3 separate regions of the Mus musculus genome follow, and all the other regions are linked to region 3. A link is a contact called in public promoter capture Hi-C data. All regions are on one chromosome and are shown on one strand. The core of a region is the stretch at or near the end of the contact, and the rest is flanking DNA. Distances in the headings are between cores, read along the strand shown. Region 1 overlaps Rnf130 (ring finger protein 130). Region 2 overlaps Rufy1 (RUN and FYVE domain containing 1). Region 3 holds the start of Ltc4s (leukotriene C4 synthase).

Evidence for each region. Promoter capture Hi-C pulls out the DNA fragments that hold promoters and counts their contacts.
Region 1: a contact with region 3 is called in a promoter capture Hi-C map of liver, with 2.5 times the contacts expected there. The contact joins the enhancer-like site here to the promoter of Ltc4s in region 3. A contact is called at or near these places in 2 of 39 promoter capture datasets (cranial neural crest and liver), 2 of 484 Hi-C or Micro-C datasets (the G1E-ER4 cell line and muscle stem cells), 1 of 115 datasets of contacts at active chromatin or transcription factors (bone marrow-derived macrophages) and 3 of 9 other capture datasets (adipose tissue, liver and pancreatic islet).
Region 2: a promoter capture Hi-C map of neural stem cells shows a contact between it and region 3. The contact joins the enhancer-like site here to the promoter of Ltc4s in region 3. A contact is called at or near these places in 6 of 39 promoter capture datasets (the C10 cell line, the HPC-7 cell line, fetal liver and 2 more), 3 of 115 datasets of contacts at active chromatin or transcription factors (bone marrow-derived macrophages and embryonic stem cells) and 3 of 9 other capture datasets (adipose tissue, liver and pancreatic islet).

The regions. Positions count from the first base shown.
Region 1 is chr11:50,040,992-50,045,005 of GRCm38.p6, reverse strand. The region is part of intron 1 of Rnf130 (ring finger protein 130); the gene reads right to left. Among named protein-coding and RNA genes, the nearest start is that of Rnf130, 18 kb to the right of the region's middle. Within about 2 kb of position 2,390, at least 28 of the 459 cell types and tissues checked have an H3K27ac peak or open chromatin away from gene starts, as enhancers often do. A contact at or near this core is called in the G1E-ER4 cell line, bone marrow-derived macrophages, liver and 1 more, where this site is marked.
Region 2 is chr11:50,400,314-50,404,846 of GRCm38.p6, reverse strand. It overlaps Rufy1 (RUN and FYVE domain containing 1), which reads left to right. Exons shown (of 18, transcript NM_172557.3): 11 at 226-393; 12 at 3,312-3,409. Among named protein-coding and RNA genes, the nearest start is that of Hnrnph1, 25 kb to the right of the region's middle. Within about 2 kb of position 1,291, at least 30 of the 459 cell types and tissues checked have an H3K27ac peak or open chromatin away from gene starts, as enhancers often do. A contact at or near this core is called in neural stem cells, where this site is marked.
Region 3 is chr11:50,235,675-50,240,007 of GRCm38.p6, reverse strand. Ltc4s (leukotriene C4 synthase) reads left to right here and starts at 1,476. Exons shown (of 5, transcript NM_008521.2): 1 at 1,476-1,630; 2 at 2,568-2,667; 3 at 2,744-2,814; 4 at 2,910-2,991; 5 at 3,296-3,547. The coding sequence starts at 1,573. The coding sequence ends at 3,437.

The DNA of each region.
Region 1 (4,014 bases), core at 1,141-3,640, 200 kb after region 3:
CCTCACTAGTACATTAGTGTACTAGTAACTAGTGGACTAGTTAACACTTGGAGCTGTCTTCCAGCATCTTATTTAAATGAACAAAACACCAGAAATCATATTGAACACAGACCCCTATATATGCTGGGAAAGTACTCTATTCTGAGCTAAACCACGAACCCCTAGACATCCTATTTAATTGAGCCATCTACTTCCAGGCACCATGAGCTTTAATGTGACATCTAGTCAAGGGGTAGAGGGTGAGAGAAGAGATGAACACCGAGTAAGCAACACAGAAGTAAGGAACCTACGTGATATATTTGAGGGAAGGGTTATTTCTATATCTCACTGACCCAGAGATTCCGACTGAAGTAGGTTGAAGCCAAAAGCAGATAAGGAGGCAAGCATGCAGAAGGCAGGTAAGAAGAATGCTCTTACCAGGGTGTCTTAGTCAGGGTTTCTATTCCTGGACAAAACATCATGACCAAGAAGAAAGTTGGGGAGGAAAGAGTTTATTCAGCTTATACTTTTCACATTGCTGTTCAATTCCAAAGGAAGTCAGGACTGGAACTCAAGCAGGTCAGAGAGCAGCAGCTGATGCAGAGGCCATGGAGGGATGTTCATTACTGGCTTGCTTCTTCTGGCTTGCTCAGCCTGCTCTTTTATAGAACCCAAGACTACCAGCCCAGAGATGGTCCCACCCACAAGAGGACCTCCCCCGCTTAATCACTAATTAAGAAAATGCCTTACAGCTGGATCTCGGGGAGGCATTTCCCCAACTGAAGCTCCTTTCTCTGTGATGACTCCAGCTGTGTCAAGTTGACACAAAACTAGCCAGTACACAGGGAAAAGGTAGACTTTTCTGTTCTTTACAAGCCTACAGAAGAACTATCAGTTTTACTAATTTAGGAGTTCAGGTGTTAACATCATCCAAAAACACTCACACAGAAATGCTGGTAACAATGTAAAACCAGTATTTCAGCACCCCTGCACCCAGGAAGTAGATGGATGGATGGATGGATGGATGGATGGATGGGTGGATGGATGGGTGGGTGGATGGATGGGTGGGTGGATGGATATACACCCTCCTCACATCTCACCTTCCATCAGTAGTCTCCATCCCTCGGAAATTCTTCTAAGGAAAATGTTATAGTAAAGTTGCATTTTCATATCTAAGAACATTTCTGTTATTCCCATTCTTGAATGTGTTATCGGTTTAAATGTTAAATAAAACTAATTAAAAATTCAAAGCTCCTTTCAATTATCCTCTAGCTTTATTTTTAACAAAATATTCAAACTATGTAGTCTCTTGAATATTATTCTACTCACTTTTTACTTTTGAATATAATGTTTTAAAAAGTACATAATTTATTTTCCTAAATGGCAATTTTTACTTTTTTGGCCATGTCCTAAAGAAATATGTCAAAAGTTATTTTCTTTTTATTCAGGATTTTAAAGGAGGCAACATAATATCTTCTGCACACTTACAGTGCTAGCTGTATGGGACAGCACTGCAAGAAGAGTCATGCACAGCCCGACTGTCAGCAAGTTGAGCTGTCAATAGCTATCCATTATCATTTGTCTTCTGTACTTAGTTACTGAACATCTCAAATGGATTTTGATTATTTTTCACATCCTTAGAACTCAAACATATTTGTTGGATGTTCTCCATGGCATAATAAAAAGCATCTTAAAAGCAATTTTAAATGATGGCTAATACAAATCACTTTACATGAAAAGTCATGCTCAAAAATAATTTTTATTACAACTGATGTAACAAATATCTCATTCAAGAGCAATGCTATAAATCCAAGCAAGTAAAAATGGTAGCTCAGTCTCAGACAAAAGTGGTACCAGAGCACAACAAAAGTGTTAAGTATTTAAACTACCTTACTGCCTATTCCAAGAAAGGATTTCAGTATTGAATATGACTCTTCAGGCCCTTTCTTTACTTGGCTCCTATTCATCATGCTTTCTACTTGTCTCTCACCACTCCTCATTTTCCAAGGTTCTGTCCACTGCTCACTTTTCTCAGCAAGAAGTCACCTACATGACAATAATATGTAAGTCTAAACCTCTCTTGAAATTTAGCACTTATCATTCAACTGCCTGCTAGATATTTCGCTATGAATTTGTACTTCCTCTTGGGTTATCTTCTGGCACTGAGTTCCTAGTCAACCGAATCATCTACTTAAACACATGCAATTGAATTCCCTGTTAAAAGTCAGGAAGTGAATATCTAGAGACCCAGCTCAGTCAACAGAGCCTTCTGGTTTTGTCTGCCACAAGACCAACCAAAGTTAATGACTGACTCAATAATGCTGCTGCACACAGGGATCTAGGACACCACCAAGAATCCAGAGCAAAGCTAGGCAGTGACAGGTGTTAGGAGTTGAAGCACTAAGCAGGCTGAGAGAGATTTGTCAAATTCTAGTCAGCCTGGGCTACGTGGTGAGGCTCTGTCTCAAACAACAGTTACAATACAATTCAGAGGAAGCTGAGTGCAGTGTAGTAAGACTGCAGACCCAGAATCTCTGGACAGTAAGGTAGGAGAATCATTTGAACCCAGGGGTCAAAGCTAGCTTGGGCTACATAACAAGACCCTATCGCCATAATTCAGAACAGTATCCAAGACATTAACCCTTGGGCAGACATATAGAGAATATGGGTGCACTTTTGCTTTATTTATTTATTTTTATTATTTTTATTTTATTATTATTATTTTTTTTCCAAGACAGGGTTTCTCTGTATAGCCTTGGCTGTCCTGGAACTCACTTTGTAGACCAGGCTGGTCTCGAACGCAGAACTGGGATTAAAGGCGTGTGCCACCACACCCGGCTAAAATTTTTTTCTTTTCTTTTTTCTTTTTTTTCCGAGGCAGGGTTTCTCTGTGTTGCCCTGGCTGTCCTGGAACTCACTTTGTAGACCAGGCTGGCCTCAAACTCAGAAATCCGCCTGCCTCTGCCTCCCAAGTGCTGGGATTAAAGGCGTCCGCCACCACCGCCCGGCCTTTGTTTTATTTTTAAATCATCTCTTTATTCTAGTACCATTAGTCCTAGAACTTGACCAGACTGACAAAGACTGGACTATTGGGTCCAATAACATCAGGTACAAGAAACAAGCTAGGAGCTGTATAGCTGACCCTAACAAGGCCGAAGACACTTGTTAAGAAATGTTTAAGCTGAGTAGCTAAGACAGGAGGTAGGGAAGAAACAGGGAAAGAGAACAGCCATAAACTCAGTCACAGTAGAGGAAATCATACAAGAGGCAGTTTCAAGTTTTCATAATCCAAGCTGTCTATATAGCAATGAACACAGAAAAAAAGGCAAACATTTATGTACAAAATGATCAAAGACACTTGTTGAGGTAGGTCTTAACTTATCTCTGAAAGTACCTCTCAAAGAGGGGGGAAGCATACTTTTATATCAGTGTCTTTCAAGGAACTATCAATAAATAGAAAGTCTAGCACAAGGCCCACCCTCTGCATGGCCCACCCACAGCAGGAGCCACTACACTGTGCAGCAGATGCTACTGACTGAACCATCTCCCAAGCCCAGAACTTTTTTGTTCTTTTTCAAGACTTTTTATTATGTCCCTTATGTTATCATGTGAGTTTTAGGGGCCATTTATCAATGTCTCTAAAACGAAGAAGAAGAAGGAGGGGGAGGAGGAGGAGGAGGAGGAAAAAGAAGAGGAAGAGGAAGAGGAGCAGCAAACAAAAACACCACGTAATTTTTATAGGGTTGTATAGGTCAATTCAGAGTAGTGCTATATTAAGAATACTCTCTGCTCTGCTGCCAGGCAGTGATGGCGCACACCTTTAATCCCAGCACTTGGGAGGCAGAGGCAGGTTGATTTCTGTGAGTTTTAGGCTAGTCTGGTCTACATAGCACTTCCTTCCCAGAACAGTCACTACTAGAGAAACCTTGTCTTTAAAAAAAAAAACAACAACAAACATTAATAAATAAATAGAATACTGTCTCTGAATCCATGAATATGAAAAACATTGTTTACTTCATCTCCTTTCTTACAAAA
Region 2 (4,533 bases), core at 42-2,541, 170 kb before region 3:
ACTCAGGAGCGGAGGCAGGAGGATTACGAGTTAAAGGCCAGCCTAGGTTGCACAGTTAGATTCTTTCCAAACTGAGAAGAGGGAGAAGAGAGGAAGAAAGGAGGAAAGGGAAGGGGACTGGGCATGGGAGCAGAGGAAAGGAGAAAGGGAGGGAGGAGAGAATGAATGAATGAATCCCATCAGACCTTTCTCCTCCTTTGCTTCTCCTTGTACATGTCTTTAAAGGAACTGGAAAAGGAGCTGGAGTTGCAGATTGGAATGAAGACGGAGATGGAGATCGCCATGAAGTTGCTGGAGAAGGACACCCATGAGAAGCAAGACACGCTCGTTGCCCTCCGCCAGCAGCTGGAGGAAGTCAAAGCTATTAACTTACAGATGTTTCACAAAGTTCAGGTGAGAGCTGGCCTCAGGCTGTCACACACACACTGATGTCTTCCAGTGTTATCTTCCTTCCTACAATGTGCAGACAAGCCTAATCCTCAACCCCTATGTTATTGTAGTGTAGGGTCTCATGGGTAGCTCTGACTGCCCTGGAACTCACAACATAAACCAGGCTAACCTCAAACCCAGAGTTCCACCTGCCTCTGCCTCTGGATGCTGGGGTATACACTGCTGTGTCTGCTGTATATATTTGTTTTTAAGGTTTATTTTTATGTTTGTATTTACATGTGTGTCTGTGTGAGTGTATGTACTCATGTGTGCATGTACCTGAGAAGGCCAGATACCTCAGACTCCTTAGAGCATTTGTGAGCTGCCCAGTGTGGATGCCGGGACCTCCTGACGAACCATCTGTTTTAAGATTTTACATTCTTTTTCAGGTTTTGGCTCATGAGGAGACATAATAGTGTGTGTTAGGGAAAGTGCTCCAGTAATCTAGTAGACTGCCATGGAGCATGGAAGTTTCTCTGTAACAGGGCGAGCCCTTCAGACCTTGCTCTTGGCAGTCACTCAGAGACCTCAGCAGCTTTGCACTTGTGCCTCTGAGAGGGAAGAGAAAAAGGAGCCATCTAGAGCCAGCCAGACCTGTCCTGTCTCCAGCCGAGATGGAGGCTGTACACATTGCCTCTGGTGTGCTCTGTGGGGGATGTTGATCGTCGTAGCTGCAGGACTCTAGGAACTCCCTCTTTTCTGGGCTGCAGCCTGGTGAGAGAGAGAGAATGTTTGTTGGTGGGCACATAATTGTCTGTCTCTAGTTAGCCCCAAGAATGCTTCTGGGAAGTTCTATCCAGATTCCGAATCCTTCTCAGGGCCACAGACTCTGGCTGGCAGCCAGGAACTCTCCAGCAGCCCACATGACCCATGAGCTGGAAGCCAACTGTCCGTCTCACATTGGCCCATCACAGCCTATGTCGATGAGGTAGAAACAGAGCATGCAGTGTAGAGGACCCGCTTGGAAAAGAGGCAAGCACTCTGTCTGAGTAGGGACCGCCCAGACAGACCACAGACCCAAACGTCCTTGGCCATGTTTTGAAGGAGTTCTTGAAGATAAACAGCTTTGGTGACCAGCCTCTGACTGGTGTCAGTTTGCTAGCCTGGCATTCATAATAGGAGCCGTATTCCTAAGTATTTCTCTAGCAGATTCTTGGCTCGTTGGCAGTCCTGTCACCTCTGTCACAGGCTCAGGTCACTTCAGTGAATGCACTTCTTCCTCTTGATCACGGCTTTGCATGACTGTGTCAGGGTTTGAGTCTACGCCTGTGCCTGTGTCTCTCTGCTTTATTAATGACTGATCATCCAAAATCCTAGCCTTACGTAGAAGAGACTGGGGTCTGAGTTTCACTACATGGGGCCGCACGTATGCTCTACCCATGATCCATTCCTCCAGCCTGCATGAGCTGACTTAACAGGGCTTTTATGGCCAGTGTGTGTGTGTGTGTGTTTGTTTGTTTTGTTTTGTTTTGTTTTGTTTTGTTTTGTTGTTATATATACCTGGCTGTACTGGAACTCTGTATGTAGACCAGGCTTGCCTCTGCCTCCCAAGTGCTGGGATTACAGGGATGTGCCTCTGTGCCCGGCCTACTAATACTTAGTGTTCTACGTTGGAGGGTCAAGAGAAGTTGCTCATCTAGCCCCTTTCTCTGGATGTGTGGTATGTCTCTCTGCAAACTAGCCAGCTTTGTCCTGGACTCTGCCCTTCTTTCAGAACCTTGCTCAAGCAGCACAGAGCACTGACAGCTGCTGGCACTCTTACCCCCCAGGCACCTCTCCTGGAGCGGTAGCAGTACTGTCACTAACTGTCTTCCCAGTTAGGGTGACAGGGTTATACTAACTGCTTTGCATAACTAGCAAGAACCACCAACTTTCCAGCCTTGTCACATCAGCCCTGACAGGGCCAACCCATCATGTGTGCAGCCTCTGGCCTTAGAGCAGCACTCCCATCTTGACCATCGTGTCTGTCCTACTGATCAGCAGTGCCAACAGTGGCATAGGCAGGTAGTAACTCTTAGACCTCCCCTGAGGCAAGGAGGGGGGCAGTCTTGGGGAGTGCATTCACCTGTGGCATCCTCATTAACTCTGCAGGCTGCTAGCAAAACTGAGCTGAAGTAAGCTGTAGAATACCAAGGTGGCATCAGGGTTGATCATGTGGCAACCACCTCACGATGGGGTCTGAAGTGTTATTGATAAGGCTGGTCACCCTCGCCCTTGTTACGCTGTCTTTTCTGCATTTCCTCTGGAGCTCTCTCTTTGAGCTGAATTACACTTAGTGTGCTGTTTCATCTTGTTTTCTTCGGTGATTTTCTTAGTGGAAGAGTCCATCCAAGAGCACCATCTGTGTTCCTTAGGACTTCCTTCCACAGCAGCCTCTCAGTAGCCTGTCATTTTACAGTGTCTTTTGTGACTTCAGAGTGTTGCTTCCTGGTACTGGGTACCTGTTCTGATTAAAACTGGGACACAGTGCGTCTCACGGACATGGCTGAGGACTTGCCCTGCCTCGGGCTGGCTCTTCAGTCCCCGGCAGTCTCTTCTCTTCTGAGCCTCCCTTGCTTGATAGGAAACCGAGGCTGACAAGACCTCCCTTGAGAACCTTCAAGGGGTCACATGAACTGGCAAGTATGCCCAGGCTATGATGCTACTCAGGATCAGAGTTCACACTGACTCCAGGAAGCCAACCCCAGTACCTGCCTCTGCTCTTCTTCCATTGGCAGAGCTGGAGCCTTGACCTGGTTTGTCTTCTGGGCTCTAGGGAAGAACAGCCATTAATCAAATACTCTTGAGAGTGTCGTAGAATATGTGTTAACAGTGAGCCCTGTATGTCATGCAGAGATGTGGAAAAGTGGGCAGCTTACAACCTCCTCTCCTTGCTTTGGTAGAGTGCAGAGAGCAGTTTACAGCAGAAGAATGAAGCCATCGCATCTTTTGAAGGAAAAACCACTCAGGTGATGTCCAGCATGAAGCAAATGGAGGAAAGGTAACCCTTCCCTGGTAGACATGCCGTCTCTAGAAGGTTCTGAGCGTACTTTGGCCTAGAGATAGTGTCCCACTGAGAAGTACAGACAACTTGGGGTCACCATTCTTCCTTGGCTACCCTCTGGGGTTACAGCAGCCTTGATAAGTCAGTCAGTCAGCCAGGCTTTTGGCCACTCCATCAGAGTGTCCTCTCAGGATCTGGAACTAGATAAAGAGTGGATTACCACTGTCACATTGAAATATCCGCTCAGCAGTGGACCACAATAGAGTTCCAGCGACTGAGAGATGACTCAGCAATTAAGAGCACTTACTTCTTGCAGAAGACCCCAGTTCATTCCCAGCACCCACACTGGGTGGCTTACAGTGACCTTTAACTACAGCTCCATGAGGTCATCTGGCTTCTGCAGACTACACATACACACACACACACACAAATAAAATAAATTTTTAAAAAATGATAGCATCAAGGGATGGAGAAATGGATCAGCGGTTAAGAGCACTGCCTCCTCTTCCAGAGATCCTGAGTTCAATTCCCAGCAACCATATGGTGGCTCACAACCATCTGTAATGAGGTCTGATGCCCTCTTATGGCACACAGATGTACATGCAAATAGAGCACTCATATACATTAAACAAATAAAAATAAACCTTAAAAAAAAATGACAGCATCCCAAACAGACCTTCGCAGATGTAGTCAGCTGCTTTTTGAGAGATGCTGACTCCAAACAAAGGTGGTCTTTTGGATAATTAGTATCAGAGCAATTGGTACTTCATCAACAGACAGTGCCTCTCAACCCTCTAATATGATAGAACAGCTGCCTCAAAGAAGATAGTAAGTTTCAATGTAAAACTAAAAACTGTAAGTCTTTTAGAAGGAAACAGGAAACTCTGAATGGCCTATGTCATAGTTAGGGTTCTTTTTCTGTGAAGAGACACTATGACCACGGCAATTCTTTTTTTTTTTTTAATTCATGTATGTGAGTACACTGTCGCTGTCTTCAGACACACCAGAAAAGGGCATCAGATTTCATTACAGATGGTTGTGAGCCACCATGTGGTTGCTGGGAATTGAACTCAGGACTGGAAGAGCAGTCAGTGCTCTTAACCGTTGAGCCATCTCATCAG
Region 3 (4,333 bases), core at 227-2,726:
TGCTCTTACCCACTGAGCCATCTCACCAGCCCTGTTCTGCCTTTTCAATGCCTTCCCTCCCGGAAGCTGCCCCAACTGCAGCCTCCTGAAGTTTGGAACCCAAGCATTGGCATGGTGCAGGCCCATCTTGCCCTGGAACGCCTGTGTCCTGACCATTCCTTGAGTTCAGAGCACCAGCTACTGCTATTACACGTTGGTGTAATGCAAGGACCAGCGTTGACCCAACTGTGATCTTGAGAAACCTGCAGAGCCCCAGCAGGTAGGCCTCAGATCTTCTGAGGGCAATAATGAACAAAGAGACCGAAGGGGTTCTGGGGAGTCCACAGGGACCAAGGCCTCAGGCAACGAGGACGGAGGCTGGCTGTGGGGAAGCAGAAGCTCCCAAGGGTGACCCTGTCTTATGACACCCATGATATGGCCAAGCTGGCTGCAGGGACAGGAGTGTGGCCTAGGACCTGTTAGTTCCCCAGTACACGCTCCTCTCCTGTCCTGTGCTGGTTCACGCCCTTCACCTATGGCTCCGTCCACTCTTCCAGATGGATCTGGATTTTGCCACTGCTGACCAAATCTACCTCAAACCAGCTTCATCGGAAAAGAGAAGTGGCTATTTCACAAGGAAGAACAGTCCAGGAGCACACACCACACAAGGTGGCCCCCAGGGCTCGACAACAAGAGTTTCTCAGCTTCTGTACTCTTAAGCTTCCTTTCCCAGACTGCTAATGGAAGTTTCCAGAACTGGGTCTCTCTTCTGTCAACATCGGCACACATGACTACACCACAAGTGTGGCAGTGGTGGGGAGTTGTCAGCTTTGTCTGGTGTGGAAAGGACTAGGCTAAGGAAGGGAAGGGTCAGTGCCTGGAGCCAAGTAGGATGCTGGGCAAATACACCAGCCTAGAGACAAGTATTTCCCCATAACCAAGGATAAAAAATATCATTCATGAGCCTTTGGGGCTCTGAGGGGGATGGGCCTCAGGATGCCAAGGAGGAAGAAGAACATGGGTAGGTCCATTGTGGCTGGGGACACCTGGACATTATGAAGCCATAGGGAGTTGGGAAGGGTGTGTCAGCACTAGACATTACAGAGTAGCCCTGGATGGGAATACAGACCCAGTCATCACTGGGGTAGGGGAAGTCAGGGGTGGGAGTCCAGGAGCCCAGAGCCTAGGGTAAACCCTGGATGAAGGGGAAGTCTGAAAGGCCAGTGGGAAACTACCAAGGATGCAGGGTCTAGATGATATGGTAGCTGGAAACACACAAGGCTAGAGGGGGCATGGGTGAGCAGTCAGAGGGAGCCTGGGTGAGCAGCATGAGTTCCGCCACCACAGGACTAAGCACGGAAAGGCCAGGAACAACTGGAAGGAAGTGGTCAAGCTGTCCACAGCACTGGTTTCTACCTTCCCAGCCTGGCCAGGCTCCCTGCCTTTGTGGATACAGTCATATCCCCACCCCTCCCCGCCTCTACTGCAAAGGGGTGGAGAGCGCCGAGGCTCTTCCTCTCCTGGGCCAGCGTCTGAGTAGCACACTGGGCGATAAGAAGAACACCAAAGCTAATTCTGCCTGTGGCTGGCAACATGAAGGACGAAGTGGCTCTTCTGGCTACCGTCACCCTCGTGGGAGTTCTGTTGCAAGGTGGGCTGGCTCCTGTCTGGGAGGTGGGTGGATCTTACATCCTGTAGTCTGCTCTCTTCAGGCTCCTGGGGTAGGGAATTGGGGTGCTGGCAGGCCCAGGCTCAGGAGAAGGACAGGAGGCTTCTAGGCTAGCCTCCTGGTACCAAGGTCCAAGCAATTCAAGAACTGTTGGAGGGCCAAAGTTCCAGCTGAGAAGTCCCCACTTCCCTGGAGCAGGTATAGACACTCTCTAAGGAGTGTCTACAGGGGAGGACCAGGTGAAGGATGGCCACCCTGCTGAGGGGCCACTTGAGGTGCCTGCCTTGTGGTGGGAGCTGGTATCTGTTTGGGAGTGCAATACAGTGACTAGTGGAATAGCTATGGGCTTAGGTTGGGAGAGTCCCAACTCCACGCATCTGGAGCACAGTATCTGCCAGATTTAAGGCTGGGTCCATGATGTCTAAACAGAAACTGAGACAAGAATTTATGCTATTGTGTGGTGGTACTGAGACCCAAGCTAGACTGACTCTGGCTTGTGGCAGAGTCCCTTCTGGCTGATTCTGTAGAGGGGAAACCAGGGTCCCTTAGCCACAGAACGTGTGCTTCCTTGTTCCTTAAAGAATACAGCCAATTTTGCCCTGGTCCATTGCCTACGCAGGGGGTCCAGACCTGCAGAACGGGAGGTAGGCATTTGCCTGTGCTTTGCAAGTCAAATCGTTCAGGAGTAAAGTCTTCTAAGGTTCCTCCCACCGGCAGGTGTTTCAGCCGCGCATCACCCTAGTCAATCAACCCTCAGGCCTACAGGGCCTCTCCATTGAACACCACTGATGGGGCAGGTGGGAGAAGGGCATTAGAAGAGAGTCGCTCAGTGAGAGGCAAGGAGAGGGGAACTAAGGGACGGATCCCGCTCCAGATCTGCGGAGCACCACACCTGACTCCCACACCCCCACGGCCGCAGCCTACTTCTCCCTACAGGTGATCTCTGCACGAAGGGCTTTCCACGTGTCGCCGCCGCTCACCTCTGGCCCTCCCGAGTTCGAGCGCGTCTTCCGAGCCCAGTGAGCGCGGCGGGTCCGGGCGGGTTCGGGTGTCAGCCAAGGTGAACCACGCGCTCACCCAGCCTACCCCTCGCAGGGTAAACTGCAGCGAGTACTTTCCGCTGTTCCTCGCCACACTCTGGGTCGCCGGCATCTTCTTCCACGAAGGTGCGGGGCAGCGTGGGGGCACACTTCGGGGGTGGGGGTGATCCCGGATGGCGGGAGCTCGTGCTCACCGCGTCGCCTTGCATCGACTCTCGCAGGAGCCGCAGCCCTGTGCGGACTGTTCTACCTGTTCGCGCGCCTCCGCTATTTCCAGGGATACGCGCGCTCAGCGCAACTCAGGTAACTCTGGCCGGACTTCCGGGAAAGCACTGCAGGGGAGGGTCGCTCCCCAACGCCGCTCAAAGGGTGGGAGGCGGCGATCGGCCACAGGGGACCCATGGAAAGAGATCTGGGGACAGCGGGTGGGCGGACCTAGCCCTAGCGAGCCGGTGTAGCCCGGAGTGGGAGGGGCTTGAGCCTGCGGGGCAGGCCTAGTCTGGAGGGGGAGGGCCTAGGCCTGGGGGCAGTCCTAGCATGGAGGGGGCGGGGCCTTGTGTGGAGGCGGGGGGGGCTTGGCTCCGCTCCCGCTGAGCGCCACCCGCAGGCTGACTCCCCTATACGCGAGCGCGCGCGCACTCTGGCTGCTGGTGGCGATGGCTGCACTGGGCTTGCTAGTCCACTTCCTCCCCGGCACGCTACGGACTGCGCTCTTCAGATGGCTCCAGATGCTCCTGCCGATGGCCTGAGGCGAAGGCCCTCCGAATCAGCAGAACTGGAGATCTTCGAACAAAACGCTGGGGTGCCCGCCCCCGAATCCCAGTTTTTAATTAAAGTTCCCACGACGGTTCCGTCTGCATTCTCTGGGTCTGAGAGGGTCGCTTACCGCAGCTTGGAGAGCCCAAACCCCAGACAGATGCAGCCAGGCTTTGGGAGGCTTGGATAGGCCAGCATAGGCAGGCTTGGATTCGTTCTTATCACTGTACTGTCTTCTAGACAACACCTTGCCTGCGCAGCTACCTCTGCCTTGACATTTCTTTCCAGAGATAGCCACCCCTCACCCACCTTTCTGTACTTGGGGCTCACCTTCCTCTCAAGCTGAGCCTCAGGTGTTGGATTCTATCTTGTATGCCTTCGTGTCCCCCAACACCCAGCCCTGACTTCCCAACTAGAACCTATCAAGTCTTTTCCTAAGTGAGATCTGGGTCCCTGTTTTTGATCAGTGCTGAATCTCCAAATAGAGGTTCAGGACACCCCAGCTAAGGCCACACAGCAGTGAGTGTGGCCAAAAATGTAGTCAGTGATAGGTTCTCTCAAGTGGATCTCTGGATGTTTGAAGAGGACCGGACTTAGGTAGGCCTACTGACAATACACCTCAAAATGACTTTTAACCTACCTGGCCAGCAAAAATGCTCTTAAACAGGCCTAAGAATGTGTGGGAAAGCCCTCCGGCGGGTGGAGATGGCCATTTATTTTAGAGATGACCACCGTATGAGCCAGGCGCTGTGGTTCTGAGTTGCAATCCTAGTACTTGGGAAGCTGAGGCATAAATTCAAGGCCAGCTTGAGCTACAGTGAGTTCCAGGGCTCCCTGACTGTCTCAGTCCCTTTCCAACAGTGTGCCTCCCCCTCATTCACACACACCA